Regions from separate parts of the Mus musculus genome. Here regions 1, 2, 4 and 5 are each linked to region 3. The links are chromatin contacts, called in public ChIA-PET and HiChIP or PLAC-seq maps. All regions are on one chromosome and are shown on one strand. Each heading gives the region's core, a stretch centred on a gene start, on an enhancer-like site or on the middle of the called end of the contact. The rest is flanking DNA. Distances are from core to core; before and after follow the strand shown.

The links. ChIA-PET counts read pairs in DNA pulled down with a chosen protein or histone mark. HiChIP or PLAC-seq counts read pairs in DNA pulled down with a chosen protein or histone mark.
Region 1: a contact with region 3 is called in an H3K27ac HiChIP or PLAC-seq map of DN3 thymocytes, with 9 times the contacts expected there. The contact joins two enhancer-like sites. A contact is called at or near these places in 1 of 15 datasets of contacts at CTCF or cohesin (pro-B cells), 14 of 484 Hi-C or Micro-C datasets (CD4 T cells, CD8 T cells, the CH12 cell line and 7 more), 26 of 115 datasets of contacts at active chromatin or transcription factors (the 230-238 cell line, CD8 T cells, DN3 thymocytes and 21 more) and 1 of 9 other capture datasets (embryonic stem cells).
Region 2: an RNA polymerase II ChIA-PET map of effector CD8 T cells shows a contact between it and region 3, with 7 read pairs. The contact joins two enhancer-like sites. A contact is called at or near these places in 1 of 484 Hi-C or Micro-C datasets (nephron progenitors) and 2 of 115 datasets of contacts at active chromatin or transcription factors (double positive thymocytes and effector CD8 T cells).
Region 4: an RNA polymerase II ChIA-PET map of memory CD8 T cells shows a contact between it and region 3, with 2.8 times the contacts expected there. The contact joins two enhancer-like sites. A contact is called at or near these places in 1 of 15 datasets of contacts at CTCF or cohesin (the NIH/3T3 cell line), 1 of 484 Hi-C or Micro-C datasets (differentiating embryonic stem cells) and 3 of 115 datasets of contacts at active chromatin or transcription factors (the NIH/3T3 cell line, double positive thymocytes and memory CD8 T cells).
Region 5: an RNA polymerase II ChIA-PET map of effector CD8 T cells shows a contact between it and region 3, with 13 read pairs. The contact joins two enhancer-like sites. A contact is called at or near these places in 3 of 484 Hi-C or Micro-C datasets (CD8 T cells, bone marrow-derived macrophages and nephron progenitors) and 4 of 115 datasets of contacts at active chromatin or transcription factors (bone marrow-derived macrophages, effector CD8 T cells and regulatory T cells).

The regions. Positions count from the first base shown.
Region 1 is chr9:32,940,193-32,943,444 of GRCm38.p6, reverse strand. No RefSeq gene overlaps it. Among named protein-coding and RNA genes, the nearest start is that of Gm27162, 13 kb to the right of the region's middle. Within about 2 kb of position 1,909, at least 264 of the 459 cell types and tissues checked have an H3K27ac peak or open chromatin away from gene starts, as enhancers often do. A contact at or near this core is called in CD8 T cells, the CH12 cell line, DN3 thymocytes and 5 more, where this site is marked.
Region 2 is chr9:33,059,310-33,062,595 of GRCm38.p6, reverse strand. The region is part of intron 1 of Gm27166 (a long non-coding RNA gene); the gene reads right to left. Among named protein-coding and RNA genes, the nearest start is that of Gm27166, 29 kb to the right of the region's middle. Within about 2 kb of position 1,760, at least 30 of the 459 cell types and tissues checked have an H3K27ac peak or open chromatin away from gene starts, as enhancers often do. A contact at or near this core is called in effector CD8 T cells, where this site is marked.
Region 3 is chr9:32,614,867-32,618,211 of GRCm38.p6, reverse strand. No RefSeq gene overlaps it. Among named protein-coding and RNA genes, the nearest start is that of Gm31928, 14 kb to the left of the region's middle. Within about 2 kb of position 2,056, at least 67 of the 459 cell types and tissues checked have an H3K27ac peak or open chromatin away from gene starts, as enhancers often do. A contact at or near this core is called in CD8 T cells, the CH12 cell line, DN3 thymocytes and 7 more, where this site is marked.
Region 4 is chr9:32,985,737-32,988,872 of GRCm38.p6, reverse strand. No RefSeq gene overlaps it. Among named protein-coding and RNA genes, the nearest start is that of Gm27166, 44 kb to the left of the region's middle. Within about 2 kb of position 1,537, at least 52 of the 459 cell types and tissues checked have an H3K27ac peak or open chromatin away from gene starts, as enhancers often do. A contact at or near this core is called in memory CD8 T cells, where this site is marked.
Region 5 is chr9:32,905,346-32,908,508 of GRCm38.p6, reverse strand. Gm27162 (predicted gene 27162) reads left to right here. Exons shown (of 4, transcript NR_131058.1): 4 at 1,467-3,163. Among named protein-coding and RNA genes, the nearest start is that of Gm27162, 22 kb to the left of the region's middle. Within about 2 kb of position 1,913, at least 56 of the 459 cell types and tissues checked have an H3K27ac peak or open chromatin away from gene starts, as enhancers often do. A contact at or near this core is called in CD8 T cells, effector CD8 T cells and regulatory T cells, where this site is marked.

The sequences.
Region 1 (3,252 bases), core at 660-3,159, 330 kb before region 3:
AATTGGCCCTTCCCCTGTGGCACTCTGAAGACCTGGCCCCATCATGGTAGCACTCAGGAGAGTTGGTCCTGCACCTCACCTGTACAGTACAGAGATTCTGGCCCTGGTAGCAATGGTGTGGGTGAGCTAGCCCCAAGGGCGTGAGTGTAGGTGAGAGAGCTGATCCTACCACTTGTCTGTCATGGACTGGCATAGGCTCAGAGATAATCCCCCAAACCCCCTACTCTTCATCATCTTCAGCAGTTTGGAAAGCTGCCCACAGGGTCATGAGCATGAGAGAGCTAGCCCTGCCCCTCACAAGCTGCAGCACTGGAGAAAGCCAGTCCTGTGCCTCACTCAGGAAGCACAGTAGAGCAGGCCCTAGTGGAAGGATGTTGGATGTGCTGGTTCCAAGGGCGAGAACATGGGAGAGTTGGCCTTCCCACTCACTAGATGTGAAGTGGCCTGTGGTAGAGGGTAGTAGGGGAAGCCCTCAGCCCCATTGCTCTTCTCTACCTGAGGCAGTCAAGAGAGTTGGGCCTGAGGGCAGGAGAGCGGGAGAGCTGACCCTGTCTCCTGAAGATGGTGGCATTGGGTGGTGGAACCAGAGCAGTGCTAGAGAGCTCACCCTGGTGATTCACATAAGGGAGAGCTCAGCTACCTCCTAGGCCCAGACACAAGGCTCTGAGTTGGTCCAACAAAATCTCTATCATCTGCAAAAGGTTGGAATGCATAAAAGGGCCTGTCCTGCTAATCCAAGGCTGCAGTATCCCCCATGATCCAGGGCAACAACAGGGTAATGGAGTGGAGGACAGGTAAGGATCCAATTCTGATGGTGTCACAGAAGCCAGAGATTTCAAACCCGACCAATGACTCACTGCAATGGACATTTGCAAGTGAAGATGTATGGACAGAGAAATATACTGTGGGACACACTGTGACACACTGCAGCTTCCGCAATGGGGTCTTTTCTATGCTTTGTTTTGTTTTGTTTTGTTTTTATTGGGGGGGGGAGGGTTGCAGGGTGAATGGCGGATATGAGGGAAGAGGGAGATGAGCAGAACTGGAGTGCATGATGGGAAACTCACAAAGACCCAATGAAAACCTTTTTAAAAAAAAAAAAAAGGACAGAAAAGAAAAGAAAAGCAATTCAGTTCCTTGCAACTTCAGCTCAATAGTTTTGTTTTCTCCTCAACTACTGCCCCGCCCTCACCTATGAGAGCCTCTGGCATATTGAACAAGGAAGACATTCGCCACCCATACTGCAACCTGACGTCCTAAAACTTCGATCCTCACCGTCTTTCATTCATACTTTCTTCACACTTAAAACCATCTTCAGAGCCATAGTTCAGAGTCTTTCTTCATTGTACATAGCATGCACCCATTTGTTTGTTTGTTTGTTTGTTTATCGGTTCTGTTTTCTTGGGTCATGAGCATGTAAGACAGGCACTTTACATACTTAGCCATCTTCCCAGCCCACCACCCATGCCTTTGTTTTCTGTGGCTGCCAAGGCAAACAAGCCTATACATCCTGGAAAATCAGCACTAGAATGGTCCACCTTCAAGAATTAAATCATTTGATGTATACAGGCTGAGTAGGTGGGGTTGGGGGGGGTGAGCATTCCAGACTCCCCACCAGGGGTTGCTAGACATCAGATAAGTTCTGAAGAGAAATATGTGAAAATGGTAAATGAGAACAGAAAGACAGTCAAAGAAGAGACTGTTACCCTGGCAAGGCAAGCAGCCCTTCAGCAAAAGACCTCATAATGAACCATTGTGAGCTTAGCTGCAGTGTTTGTGAATGGAATGCTTTCTGTTGAATGAATGACTGCTGTTCCATAATTCACAAAGTCTGACTCAAAACAGCCCGGGAGGTATGAGCATGTCTTCAGTGTGCACCACACACGTTTCCCCTCTTATCACCCACAGTCACTTTGGTTTACTCTGTAGCTCAGACGTTAGTAAGCCACAGCCAGGTTATAGAAGAAATCCAGTCATTTATAACCAAACCAGATAACTGGAGGACTGAGCCCTCCTGACCACTGAAGATCCCTTCAATCAGGGTTCCTTTCCGTCAGCGAAATCTCAGGGCACTCGGTCTAGAAAAGTTAATTTGCATTTTTTTTCTCCAGTTTCCTTCTTGAAGCAGGCTCATCAAATTCATAAGGAAATATGATAAAACAGCCAATGATTTCAACTTGCAAAGACAGACACACTGCTCTGAGCTGCTAGCAGTATGTGGCTGTGTCTCTTACGTTTGCAAAGTCTCATGCTGCTCGCCACTGTGCCCACAAGCCCCTCCTCGGAATTTGTCCTCTCCAAAAGCAGCAGAATTGCTGACCCTAATTCTGAGACAAGATGCACAGTACACAGTGTTCCCTAACAGTGCGCATGCAGATTCTCTTCAGGGACTAGACTTAATGTAAACAGAGATATCCAGAAGTTACATTATAGCCTCATTCTTGAGATAAACTTCTGTTTAATCGCTGATCCTTCCCGGAATAAGAAAAAAAAGATGCAAATAAATTGTTTTACTATTCTTAAACTAATACTTAATCTTCATTTTCTTCCCATGCTGGGAACTCTGTCACAAAAGAGAGAGCGGAGAGCAGAGAGGAATTTAGGAACAAAGCGAAGAAAAACACTTTTTGTCCTGGTTCCCAACCAGTCTCCCAAGCCTGGATTTAGACATGTCTTCTCAATCGCGACGCTAGAGGGAGTCAAACCCAGGAATCTGAAATGATCTCCGGGGTTGAACAGCAAGGGCGGCTGTTACACCTTTCTCTTTAAACGAATGCTCCTTAGCTCAACTGCCCCAGAAAAACGCCCAATCTGGAGTGCCGTGCCTTGCTTACTCTGAGGTTACTATTTCTAAAAATAGTTTTCTGAAAAATCTCTCTAGTGGGCTGGGAAGCACGCAAGTGGAGTGTGGGACCCGGAAGTGCACGGTTCGGCTTCGGCAGGACCCTGCAGGCTGAGGGTGGGACTACAGAGCTAGCCAAGAGCAGCAAAAGGGGTCGTGCCCTAGACTGAGAGTGTGTATTGGGGTTTAAATAGGCTATTCTCACTAGTCCTTGAGGAAGCAAAGTATTGGCTGGGGGCTGGGAGCTGGGAGCCCCAGAAGTGAACACCATGTATCAGGTGGCTGTGATTCCAAGATTGCCCCCACTGCCCCACCGCACACAAACCACACAGAGCACTACACCTCTGCGAAGGGTCCAGTAGAAGCAGCCTCTAAATGATGTCATGGCAGATGAACGAGGTTTTACACAC
Region 2 (3,286 bases), core at 511-3,010, 440 kb before region 3:
AGACTGAACGCGCATTATTTGATGCCTACTATTATGCCAGGCACAGGCTAAGCATTAGAGACACAACCCAAACACACCACCAGAAGAATAAATATAGAGGCCAATGCAAAAGATTATAATGTGGAACTGCTTCCCCCACAGGAACTGGGCAGCACCATTTTCATAGAATGGATATGTATCTAAGCTTCAAACCATGAAAAAGTTTAGTTATAGCAAGTGACCATGGAGGCTTCAAAGACAAGAAGGCAGGTTAGGCCAGGTGGCAAGAGGAGGCCAAGAAGGCTGTAGTTACTATTGGAGGAAACACGTGCTCTTCTATGGTTGTGGATACACAACTTTGAACCTTTGGCTCTCAGAACGCCTCCACACTATTGATTCTGTGATCTATAAATCCCATAACTCCATAGGCCAAAATGTTCCAAAATGCTTCGTTCTTCACCCTCCCTCCAGGACACTGGGCTATATAGCCTTGCTCACAGTGCCCACTACCTGTCTACCATGGAGAAATTAAATGGGCGATGGGTAATGGGAGGGGCCTATCTTTCTTCAACCCCATCTCTTGTGCTTGCTCTAAACATCACACGTCCCTGACTCTTTCCACCATCCTAAAAAAAAAAAAAGAAAAGAAAAAAGAAGTGTGTTATCCAGGATTGATGTTTGAACTCACCCCCCAAGCTTCTTTATATATTATTAGGGATGAGCATAAATCCTGGGGTCTGCTGTGAAAGTCATTCCAGTTGTCTGTGTGGCTCATTTTCCCAGCAGGATCACTCTGTCCCACAGAGAAAGTGGAAGCCTGGGAAAAGACTTGTGAGGAGTTACAGGAAAAAAATATTTGGCTGAGAAATTTCACTGGATTTTTACAATTCCCCTTGTCCCAGCTCATGTCTCTGGATTACAAATGCATCTCCAATAGATATCCTGCGGAGCATCTGGAGTTTCTGTGTTTGTGTGCCTGTGTGGGTGTGTATGAGTATAGTATATGTGTATGTATACATGTGCATGTATGTGTATGTACATGTGTGTGCTTGTGAGCTTATATGTTTGTCAGTCTGGATTTATGTTTGTATGTACATTTCTATGTGTATTCATATGTGTGTTCATATGTAAACATACACAATAAAAGCTGACTGAACATTTTCTTCTTCATTCTTCAATGTATGTGACTAAACATTTTACATATGCTGACTGGTTTATTGCCTATTTACCTATCTGACTTGAGAAGCAACTCCCTTCTTCAGGACCAAAAGTATACAAGAAAGTGTTAGAGCAAGTTTATCTGAACATCCCTTTCCAACAGACAGACCATGAGGGACAGAAATGAAAATAGACAAACGAACCCAGAAAGCATCCTGTAGGCACCATATGTAGTTTTACCTGTTTCTCTCTTTAGCTGAAGGCATACAGATTAGAACCTGACTACCTCGAAGAAGAGATAAGGATCAAGAATGTAGAAAGTCTATAGAAGAAGCACAGTCATATTTTCTCTGCCTCACCACATATTGGGTACTATCTGTGGTTCTTCTAGCATCATCGAAGGTGGGTACTAAGGAGAGTCAAAGTAGGTCACGGAGGCTTGGGTTTCAATATGATGTTTGGATTATCTAGGGCAACCAGGACAGAGTCTTGTAACAAGATTTGAATCTACATGAAATGTTTCTCAAGAGAAATCTTTTGGAGAGGTTAGTGTACTACAGGCCTCTCATATATATCTGTCTATGCACACAGCTCTTACATTACTCCTTGTGTGTAGTGTCAGGAAGTCACACTTAACAAAAAGTTTCCCCACGTTGTCATAGAGACTCTGTAACCACATTCAGGTTACTTACAGTACAAGTCTGTCTGAGAAAAGACAAGCTGAGCTATTCTCACCAGCACAGAGGACTCAGCCTCAGAACCACTGCCTTCCATCACCCGCCCCCTCCCCCTGCCTCCATCACCAAAGACAAGGCCCAGCACTTCAAGCCAGTCTTAACTCTAGTCATTCTGCAGACGGCAAGTCTAGGCCACAGAATGGTATGGAATCTGGTCATCTGGAATTGTGAAAGAACCGAAAGAAACTGCTGAAGTCTTTGCAGCCAGTCAAAACCCTCAGATTCTGTCACTGACCCCAAACAGTAAAATTAGACAGGACTCTAAGCTAATGCTCACAGCTGATCCCTGAGTCATTTTCAAAGATGTCATCAGGCATTTCCTGGGTGCTGCTTCCCCCACACCTGGGTTCCTGGCCATTACTGTCCAGCTGACATTGCCCAGGGACTGGATAGCTACCCCCAGTTACCACAGCCTCACATCATGGCGCACAGACTACATTTGTCTTGGTACTTTCTCTGAGTAGACAAACAAATCATAATGTAGACCCTCTTTCTTAGTTCAGAAACCATAACCAATTAAACCACGAGGAAAGATCAGTAGTATGTGATTTCCTGAAACAGATATTTTGGGTTGAAAATTTCAAGAAACTATACCGGTCTCAAGTAGTTTTAGTCAAGATTATCCTTTGATGAAGGCATGAGCTTGTGTAGCTGAGATTTCTGACTGTCTTCCATTTTCTCCCCATGCTGTGGGGTATGAAGAGAGAGAGGGAGGTGAGAGAGAGAGAGGGAGAAGGAGAAAGAGACAAGGGAGGAGAAGAGGAGACAGGGAGCACAATAGGAAGACAGAGACAGAGGAGAATGTATGCCTGATAGAGAGGAACAGAGAGATGGGGGAGAAAGGGAGGGAGGAAGGGAAGGAGAGAGAGAGAGAGAGAGAGAGAGAGAGAGAGAGAGAGAGAGAGACAGAGACAGAGAGAGAGAGAGAGAGAGAGAGAGCTGGGCTCAAAAAGTTAGGCTGAACAATACCTGATGAATGGCAACAAGGGTTGTCTTCTGACAGACACACACACACACACACACACACACACACAAATAAATAAATAAACAGTCTGTTTTTAAAAGTAAAAAAAACTTTAATTGAAGAAGTTGTTAAATTCTGGGCCTCAGAGGAAGGCAGGAGTAAGCTCACCCTATAAGCATACACAAATCTGGCCTGAAACTCTTGTGGGGAGAGGAAAACAAGAAGGAATACTTATTTCTTGATTCTAATGTAATTTACACTTTATACTCTGTCTTTTGAACTATGACAAGTATCTTTAGATATATTTCTACACCCTGAGAAGCTATTGGCACCCTTTCAGAAATATAGAAGCTGGACCCCAAATACCTCACTAGCTCAGGGCCTTTGGAGGCAGGAGATGCAAACAAAAGGCCCTTGATGATTTTATATTAGTGCAATGTTAAGAATT
Region 3 (3,345 bases), core at 807-3,306:
AATTTTCCCAAGGCACACGGCAGTAAATGAATAACTAATTCAGTCTCCAGCTAGGCTGCCTCTTGAGAACAACTCCTTGGCCGCAATGTTGTGCTGATTTTTCTAACCCGTAGATTATATTTGGAGAACATTGCTTTCAGAGAGAAGTGAGAGGCGACATTCGTCAGATAATTTTAACCAAGGCCCTATTTCCGAGATGTTTTCTTTCTTCCCTTCCATGGGCCTCCACTGACCCTCTTTGTGTCCCCCTGTGGTCCTCATTTCCACCTTCTCTCTTCACCATCAAACCTCTGAATTGTAACTGAGCTAAGATGCCCGAGACAGGATCCCAGAATAACTCCTTTTTATCCTGCCTGGGTTTGGGAATAGAAATAATCTCTTGGGTCTGACATGGCAGTTTGTCCCACATTTCCACTCTTGTTTTTGATATTTTGGACAAATATACTATAATCCTTACCCTACCTTACAGGTAGCAAGCCTGGAGCTCAGAAATCAGGTACAGCTCTGAGCTGAACTGGAACTGACTTCAGATAGATGCCCACAAAACAGTGACAGTGCCTACTGAAGCTCAACAAGTCCCCCCTCATGGCAGTGTGACTAGCTGGCCAGCCTCGAGGGGATTCGAAGCCCCACCCACGTGGCCCAGATGTCATTTACAGAAGTTAAATGTTCTTGGTCAGCTGAGGTTTCTGTGAGAGCTTCTGTTTGTATTGACTGTGGTATTGTTCACCTCTTACCATAGAAACCACGTTATTTCGGTCTCCTTTTGGTTGTTTCTGTGTTGCTTTAAATATTGTCCCAATTCAAGGGCAAATGCAAGGTCAATGTGAGCTTCATCAACAAGTTTAAATGGCAACCTCCATCTATGAGAGCAGAGTTGAAAGAGAGGAGTCAAAACACCTGTGTCCTAGCCCTCCTCTGCTGGTAGATTTAATTGAAGAGGGGGGTCTGTTTCCACAGAGTCACCAGCAGCAGTAAACTGGAGAAACCCACAGTGTAGCAATCTCCAAGTATTAAACATTCACATCTCTTGGTGTTCTTGACCGACTCTGCTGCACGGACAAGATGTCATCTATAAGCAATTGCTATTTTAGAAGACTGGAACCTTTCCTTCCTGAGAAAGCCCATATCTGAAAGAAGATGTCCTAGGAAGAGAAGGTATATGGTGAGCGTAGGTAAAGGCAGCTTGGTTGGTAAAGAAAGAGCAGAAGTGATCCTGGGTCTCCGGCCTGCCGAGGATGCTTCTGTGGGTGGTCTCAGGATCTGGGTGCACTTTTCTCCTGCAGACCCTGTTTCAAGATAGCTCAGCAAGATTAGCTCACCCAAACAACAAGTCACACACCCTTCTGTGCCCTAGATACCAGATAAGAACTGACAATCAAAGATAAGGAAGATTCTGCTTTTAAAATAAGCTTGTAGCTTATCAAAGGAAGAAACAAGCTGATACAAGTTTTCAAGGGAGTCTTGCAAAGAGTTAGATGATGCAGAGTTAAGGTAACAAAAGCCATCAACACTAAGGAGTCTTTTTATCTTGTAAGCTATGTAGCTAGCCTTTCTGTTTAAACCTTTCATTACTTAAGACATGTTTTCCAGGTCTGAGTCTCCTATTCAATTGCCTTCTCAGGACTGCAAGCACCATCTGAAGTTGTCCTGTCCCTCCTATGTGGCTTGACAAGGAACAGGACCTTATACTACTTCATAGTGTTCTACAGTCATCTCGGAGATGATGTGTCCTAGTCTAGTAGCAAGTTTCTTTCAGGCAACATTGAGACTCTTAATTATTTCTTCAGTAATACTTGACCCAACATTAGGCACATGAGATGTTATCACCAGATATTCCCATCAGAGTTTGCACCAGAATCCCTACTTCCTTGCCCTGAAGTTGGGGAGGCCTCTGATGGACACGGGACTTGCTTTCACTAATTGATTCACTTCTGGCAGAAGCTGAAGAATTTCAGCCTTTGTGTTTTTATCCTCTGGCACGTGTCAGGGTGGCAGCTGCTTTTCAGCCTGATCCGAGCAAAGCCCTCCACCCCCACCCCTGCCAGCCCAGAGCGTTCACACAGCGAGAGTAGGAAGTGTCACTGACTGCGTGACAACTGAGGTTTGGCACCTGTCACCACAGCGTAATCATCCCAGCCAACACACAGAAGAACACAGCAAATATTTGTTGATGTGTGTACTTATGGCTCCTAGACACCAGACTCTGAAGGAAGAAAACAAAGTCAAAAGGCTACTTATGCTGGACCAACAAAACCCTGTTCAGTACATTCTGTATCTACCTATATCTGCCTCACAGTCTGATGCTGCCGAATCCTATGTTTATGGTATGGTAGTCCATACATACATTCCTAGGGTAGAGTTTTGTTTATAAATTAGTAAGAGGTTAACATCAGTAACTTATAATACAATAGAATGGTTGCCATAGCATACTCTATAACACAGTTATTTATAACTTAACAATTTTTAAAATTTTACTTCTGGAATTTTCCATTTATATCTTCGGACTGTGGTTGACCATAGGTAACTGAAATTATGGAAAGCAAAACCACAGATAGTGAGGGTAGCTACATTCATGGCTGCTGTTCATGTTTCTGAAACATCACTGTTTCAGATCTCGGGTCTGAAAGACCCTCCCCTGTCTTTCGCTCTGAGGCGTCTTGGTCTGTAGGTATTGGTGGCCAAAATGAGAAACCTAAGGCCTGGAAAAGGGGGATGAGCCGGGAGCAAACTCAAACAGAATTGCAACGATGAAAGGGAAAGCTTTAATGAAGAAACTCTTGAAGAACACCCAGATAAAAATTCCTGGGAAGGCTGGGAGTGGAGCTCAGTGGTGAGGCTTGCCTAGTGTGGAAATGACAGAACTTGGCCTCTGTTATCAAGGAAACCTGAACTGCTTGGAAAGCATTTCACCCTCCTGCTGCTGTGTGTTTCTGAGCAAGTTACTTCACCTCTCTGACCAGGGCAGAGCCTTCATCTACAGAACAAAATAGAGAGAGCAGAGCTCAGCACCCAGAGGGGTGGGTGTGGTGGGAAGAGCCCTTTACATTCTGAACTTTGATAGGGATTTCCAGATGTCAACTGTCAGAGTACTCACCTGGTACCACAGAGCCTTGGGTTCGAATCCCAGTGCTACAAAAATCAGGTGTGGTCATGCATGCTCAAAATCCCAGCACTCAGTAGTCTTGACACTCAGGAGATAGAAGCTGGAGGGCCAGGGCTTCAAGGTCATCCTTGGCTACATAGTAAGGTTATCGCAGGCTGCATGAGACCCTATTTTAATTAAAGACAAACAAACAAACAAACAAAAAATGCCTCTTTTCCAGTAAAATAGGCATGATTTTT
Region 4 (3,136 bases), core at 288-2,787, 370 kb before region 3:
CAACAAAGTGGACTTGAGCAATTGCTTCTATGAGAACGAGCCCTGGACATCCCAACTCTGAGACCTCACAAATGCTGCTGAATGTGTCAGCATCTCAGGCCTGTCTTTAATTTAGGAAAATAAGCTTATCTATCTTCTAAACTTTGGGTGAAAACAAAGTTGTTATTGTGAAAAGTACTAGAAATTCTCTGTGGTTCATAGTGCAATACAACTAACTATAACAATATTCAAGAATGCTCTTTGAGTAGGCAAATTCTCAAATACACATACACACACACAAACACACATACACGCACACATACATATGCATACACATGTATACACACAAATGCATACATATGTATATGTTTGTAAGAATAATTAATGAAAAATAGGTCATAAATTTGAAAGAAATCAAGTAAGGATAAGGAAAGTAGGAAAGGAAAGGGAGAAATGATGTGATTATATTAGAATCTAAAAAATATAAAATGAAGAATTAAGAAATAAAATTTAAAAAGGCTTTTTGAATTATATATAGTTATAACAACTTTGCCTTCATATTGTCACAAGGATTATTCAGGCATGTTGAAATGGTATTTCTAGTCAGATAATTCATTGGTCTGGAATAGTGACCTGTGGATTAAAGAATGCTGCTAAACCTGCCACAAACCACAGAGAAGTATCATAGTAAACCTTTCCAAACTAGGACAACTAAAATGTCTTCACACATTACCACATCTCTCTTTCTCTAAGTATGAGTACATAGTCTGTCAAAGAACACATAAAACTCTCTTGTCAAACAAACATATCAAGGGCCAAACAAGACTCCCCAAGCATTTAATGCAAGCTCAAAGATCTCACCTCCCACCACAGGAAGCCCCCAAAGTATTGTCTGCCTCAGAAGTGTTACAGTCTTATCTAATGCTCTGCATCTGCTTCTTTCCCTCGGTTACCAAGGAGAAATGGTTGAGCTTTTCAAAGGGGGAAGAAGGGAAGGAAGGAAGAAAGGAGGAAAAGAAGGATGGAGGGAAGGAGTGAGGCAAGGATGAGGGACAGAGGGAAAAGAAGAAGGAGAGAGAAATGAGAGAGATGGGAGAGAGAGAGAGAAAGAGAGAGAGAAAGAGAGAGAGAGAGAGAGAGAGAGAGAGAGAGAGAGAGATGTTCAGCTCTGGAAACTTTCAGTCTTTGATCAGCGGGTGAAGAGGCAGAAGTGAATTAGTGCACGTTCCCAGGCTGGATGTACTGTGGATGTGCTGCTGTCCAGACTGTGTTCTGGATCAGTCCCCTCTCCCGACTGCAGAAGCTCCTTGGCATGTCTCAGAGCAGACAAAGCCCTGATGGAAAGTAACAGGAAGACTGAGCTGATTCCAGGGAGTTTGATTTATCGGGACTACTGGCATTTGCCAAAGCAAGTGGTCTGTTTCGATGAGATGTTTCCCAGGCAGGAGGAAAGGAAAAAAAAAAAAAAAAAAAAAAAGATCATCTGGCTTGATCCCCTTGGCTCTTGGAAACTGAATATCATTGGTTCCCCACAGCAGAGAGGAAAAGGAAGGGGGGGGAGGAGGACTCTATCCACAGCAGGCTGCAAGTGTCTTACCTAAGACTCAACCCCAGCTCCTATCAGCTCCTCAAGGACTTCTATTTCTTTACACTAGTAATGTTAATAAACTCATGTTTTACACTCCCGACTTAAAAATGCTGGCTGTCTAACTCTCCTAGCGAAACTCTCCTCATCCTGTCTCCCTCTCCTTCCCATCCTCCAGCTCCAGGTCCACTCCCATCTGTTTTCTGTTAGGAGTTCATTTTCAGAGTGCAGGCTGGTGGAATTTGGAGTTCAGACCCCCTCGAGTGATGAGAGTCCTGGGGCTGCTGAAGGTCCCTTCACTTGGTTCCTGCCACCTCCCCCTCCTTCCCCTCCCAATGCCCCACTCGCCCTTGTGCAATAACATGCTAGAGCCCACATCTGTTTCCAATTCCATGTTCATTTGAACTGCTCTGGGAAAATGGAAGCTCTCACTAAAGGCCGGGGTCTTAAAGCAACAGCATGAATACAGATACCTTTATTTGTATATATATTTTCATCCATATCTGATCTGGAGTCAACGAAGAGCTTACCATTTGTACAGGTTGATATAATTGTGGATTCATAAGTCCTTCCTTCTGGGCTCTAATGATCATCTCTGCCCAAGTTCTTATCTAGGGATTTTACCTGAATCCTACAATCCTAATTAGCAGAGTGTGAGTTCTGAAGGTACTGCTTTAGTCTTCAATGTATTGTCTGATTACAACTATAGGTGTTTTCTTATAAGGGCAATAATGTAGGAGAACAGAAACTTCCAAAATAACGGATGGGTGATATATGGCATGTGTCCTCTAGCACGGAAACATAGATGCATACTCATCTTTCAGGAAGAGCACACAGTGGTCCTCAGAAAAAAGGAGAGAGATTATCCTCAGCCAGAGAAAGGTGTCATGGTCATAATTGTGACACCGTTGTCTCTGTTTTATAGGTTATGGTTACATGAACTCAAAACATGAACCCAAAAAAACTTCAGAGTTCATAAGATCCTAGAAAAGGGAACTTTCTTCTCATAAAAAGAAACCCCAGTGGTTGGCAGTGACCATAGCATGATGGAGAGTCCTCACTGTCACTTTGCCTGGATTAAAAACCACCATAGAAGTATATCTGGCTTTGTCTATGAGGCTGTTTCTCAAAAGGTTTAACTAGGGCAATATGATCTGCCCTGACTGTACAAGGCACTGTTTTATGGGCTCAGGGAGAAAGCCCTCAAAGGGCCAGCATTTATCACTCTGTGCTTCCTTGTAAACATCAAATGTAACAAATTAATGACAACTTAATCCTTTGTCACTTCCATACTTGCCTTGTCATGATGGATTGTACCCTCAAACTCTAAGCCAAAATTATTTCCTTCTTCCCTAATTGGCTTTTATCATGCAGTTTGACACAACAGTGAGAAAAGTACTTAAAAGAGAACATTTATACCAAGGAATAGGGTTGTTGCACTGATAAACCTGACCTATGGTCATAATCTTTTGAAACTGATTTTCAGAGGAATGTAGAAGAGTTTGGAGATTTGGTATAGGGATGCCCTACAATGCCATAAGTAGAACTTAATAGGTCATTTGGGCAGCAGTT
Region 5 (3,163 bases), core at 664-3,163, 290 kb before region 3:
CTAATTCCCTCTTGGCCAGAGGGTGCCAGAGATGTATGATTGGTGGCATGACCACTCGCATGTGACAGCAGCTGCAATCCTCAGTGTTCCCTGAGTGGAGTGGGGTCTACCTGAGGACATAGGCCAGAGGAGGTAGACACATAAAGAAACAAGAGCAATAGCTCTTCATGACATCACTCTTTGCCCTGATTCAGACACAAACCTTATGACTGAGAGACAGAGTCCCATGTCAGACATGCAGTTGTCCTGTCAGGATGCAAGTGTTTTATGAGCATTTTCCTCACTCACTAACCCTTTCGGGAGAAAGAACTCAAAAAAGAATGAGGCTCAGGCAAGAAAGCATGGAGGAGACTGAAAATTCAAAGGGAGGGTTAGCTAAAGTCCAGACACCTTGAATGAAGAGAGTCAGGCTCTATCTGGCTCTACCTTCAGCAGGCTGTGAGGGCTTGCACTTGATTGAATCAGTTCCCAGTTTCCTGTTTAAAATCTGAAAGAAATGAGTTCTTGGTTAAGCTATGATGTTAGGATTTCTCGTGATTAGAAGCTTCCCACTGCATTTCTTCCAGTCCTTTACTTTCAAGCAAGTGCTAGAATGGTGAACCCTCAACATGAGACTTTTTGGGGACTGTGACATGAACTTCTGCACAAGCTGGCCAAAATGTATTCTGTCATTAGCAGTGTCTCCTTATGGAGCCTTGATGCCCAAGTTTTATGAGTTTAGAACTAACATGGTAACCAAGATGGAGGCAAATTGGTCTTTTCCAATTTAGCTCACTCAGAATCAACTTGTCTGCTCACAGCAAAGCAGTTTAAGAATCCCGTCATACTTAGACAGTGTGTCACTTTTCTTTTTTATTTTAACATTTGTATGTGTGTGTACATTGTTTTAGTTTTGTTTTTCCTTTTGATTTGAGACCAGATACTTCTGATGAGCTTGGTTGGCACTTACCGATTTGGCTAGTCATAGCTGCTAGTAAGCCCAACAGATAGTCCTGTCTCTGCACACAGAGCCCCAGATCACTGCTGGGGTTCCTGCAGTGCACCTTGTGTTCAGCGTTCTTACGTGGTGGGTTCTGGTAGGTTGGACTCTAGTCCTTATTTTTGCACAGCAAGCACTTGACCAACTAGGCCCATCTCCCCAGCCCTCAGTTTTAGTTTCTGAGTGGAACAGCACAGCTGTTTAATTTTTGTCTACTCTAAATCATTGAATTTTCATAACAATACAATGGTGGACATCAGGTTCTCCAAATTATAAATAAAGAAGCTGAACTGGAAATGTTTAAAGTAGTTCCCAAATGCTATGCTTCTCCTCCAGTGGAGGCAGAATTTGAATCCAGATGTGACTATTAGTATACACTCTTAGATATCTGCCAGGACTTGTGTATGGAAATGCATCAATAATATCTAAATACTAGCTTCAAGAAAAGTTATGTGGAGCTTATAAAATGCTAATCTTAATTTTTCAGCCTGGAGAGAATTAAACAAGCCTTATTGACTTCCCACAGAGAAGCCTGTTCAGCTAGGTACCATGAGGTTGAGAGATTAACACTGCAGAATGGAAACAAAGAACATTGATGAAGCACTTGGGTGAACTCGGGTAAGACATTTTCTCCAATCAAGTTATCAAAGCCGAATTCCTGTTAGTCCTTTTGGAACTCTTTTTGCTTATGAAGCAGATATGGATTGGAGGGCACACTGGTCCCTATTGTTGTTCTGCAGGCTTGCTTGTGTTAGGTCAGCATATTAGTTCCCCTACCTCTGTAAAGACTGAGAACCACATTTGGAATCAGGACAGGAAGTACACCCCCTCCTTAAACCCTTTACTTTCTGGAGAAGTCACGGGTGGTGAAGATGTTTCCTGCCATTCTTTACAGAAGCAAGAGTCGCTTTAGGGTTGTTTCATTATCAGTGGAGTAGTTGTCCCGTGGACCTCTGCCCTTGAAGAGTGAAAGAGCAGTCAAGACAGAGCCCACTAGCCTCACGTCGTCACAGTTGCAAGCAAGCAAACCTGTCATCTTCCTGTATTATCTACAAATGGTGTTTGTTTCCTTTGACGTATATTCTAACACTTGGGGCAGGAGGGATTTCTCGAAAAAACAATATTGTTGAGTATACCAATTCCCTGCCCCCAGCCATCCTTTCTGTTTCCTTTTCAAGGCTCCAGGAATTGCTAAATGGCATATCCTGGACAACCAACACTCTTCAGCTAAAAATACCAGAGGGTGAGCTTATCTCGAGCAATGCTTCCTCTCCAGGGGGTTCATAGACATTATCTCATTTATTCTTAAAAACACCCTGTGAGGTAGGGCATGGCCAAAGAACTGGATCCCAGAAAGGTAAGGAAGCTTTAAGACAAAAGGTCACTGGCAGAGGTTCGATTCTGAAGCCCGGCAGAACAGCTCAGATGTGTAACTTTCAAGCTGTAAAATCTACTCACCAGGCATCAATAACTTGACTGCAGGAGCCCAGAGACCCCCTTATTAAATAGATATAGATATAGGAGATAGAGATAGATAGAGATAGAGATAGAGATAGAGATAGAGATAGAGATAGAGATAGAGATAGAGATAGAGATAGAGATAGAGATAGAGATAGAGATATATAACAAGACTCCTGGCATACAGGAAAAGACAGAGCTTAGCGGAAATTGGATCCCCAAAGCTACTTCTTCAGGGTAATGATGATTTCTTTGTTATCTATAACAAACTGGAGAAGAACATTGATCATCTTTTCAAATTGTCCCATTGCCCTCCTAACCTCATCTGCTAACATGGCTTCATGTCCCACCTACACAAACTGGAACAACTGGCTTAGTTGTCTCAGAGAAACAAGATATATATATATATATATATATATATATATATATATATATATATATATATATATATATATATATATATATATATATATATATCCCTTCTAGAAGTCAGACATGACTTGCTTATACATACTTCAAAAACAGATTCCATAATCAACAAAATACATTGTTCTGACATTCTATATATTGTCTTATATTCCTTTCCTCAAGACTTGGTCCCATGCCCAAACCCGAGAGTCATGGCAGCTTCTAGGTCCTCTTAGGAGCATACGCAAATCCTGTTACTGACATATCTCCTCTATGCCCCTCATGACTAATTTTTTTCCCACCCATACTCATGCCCAA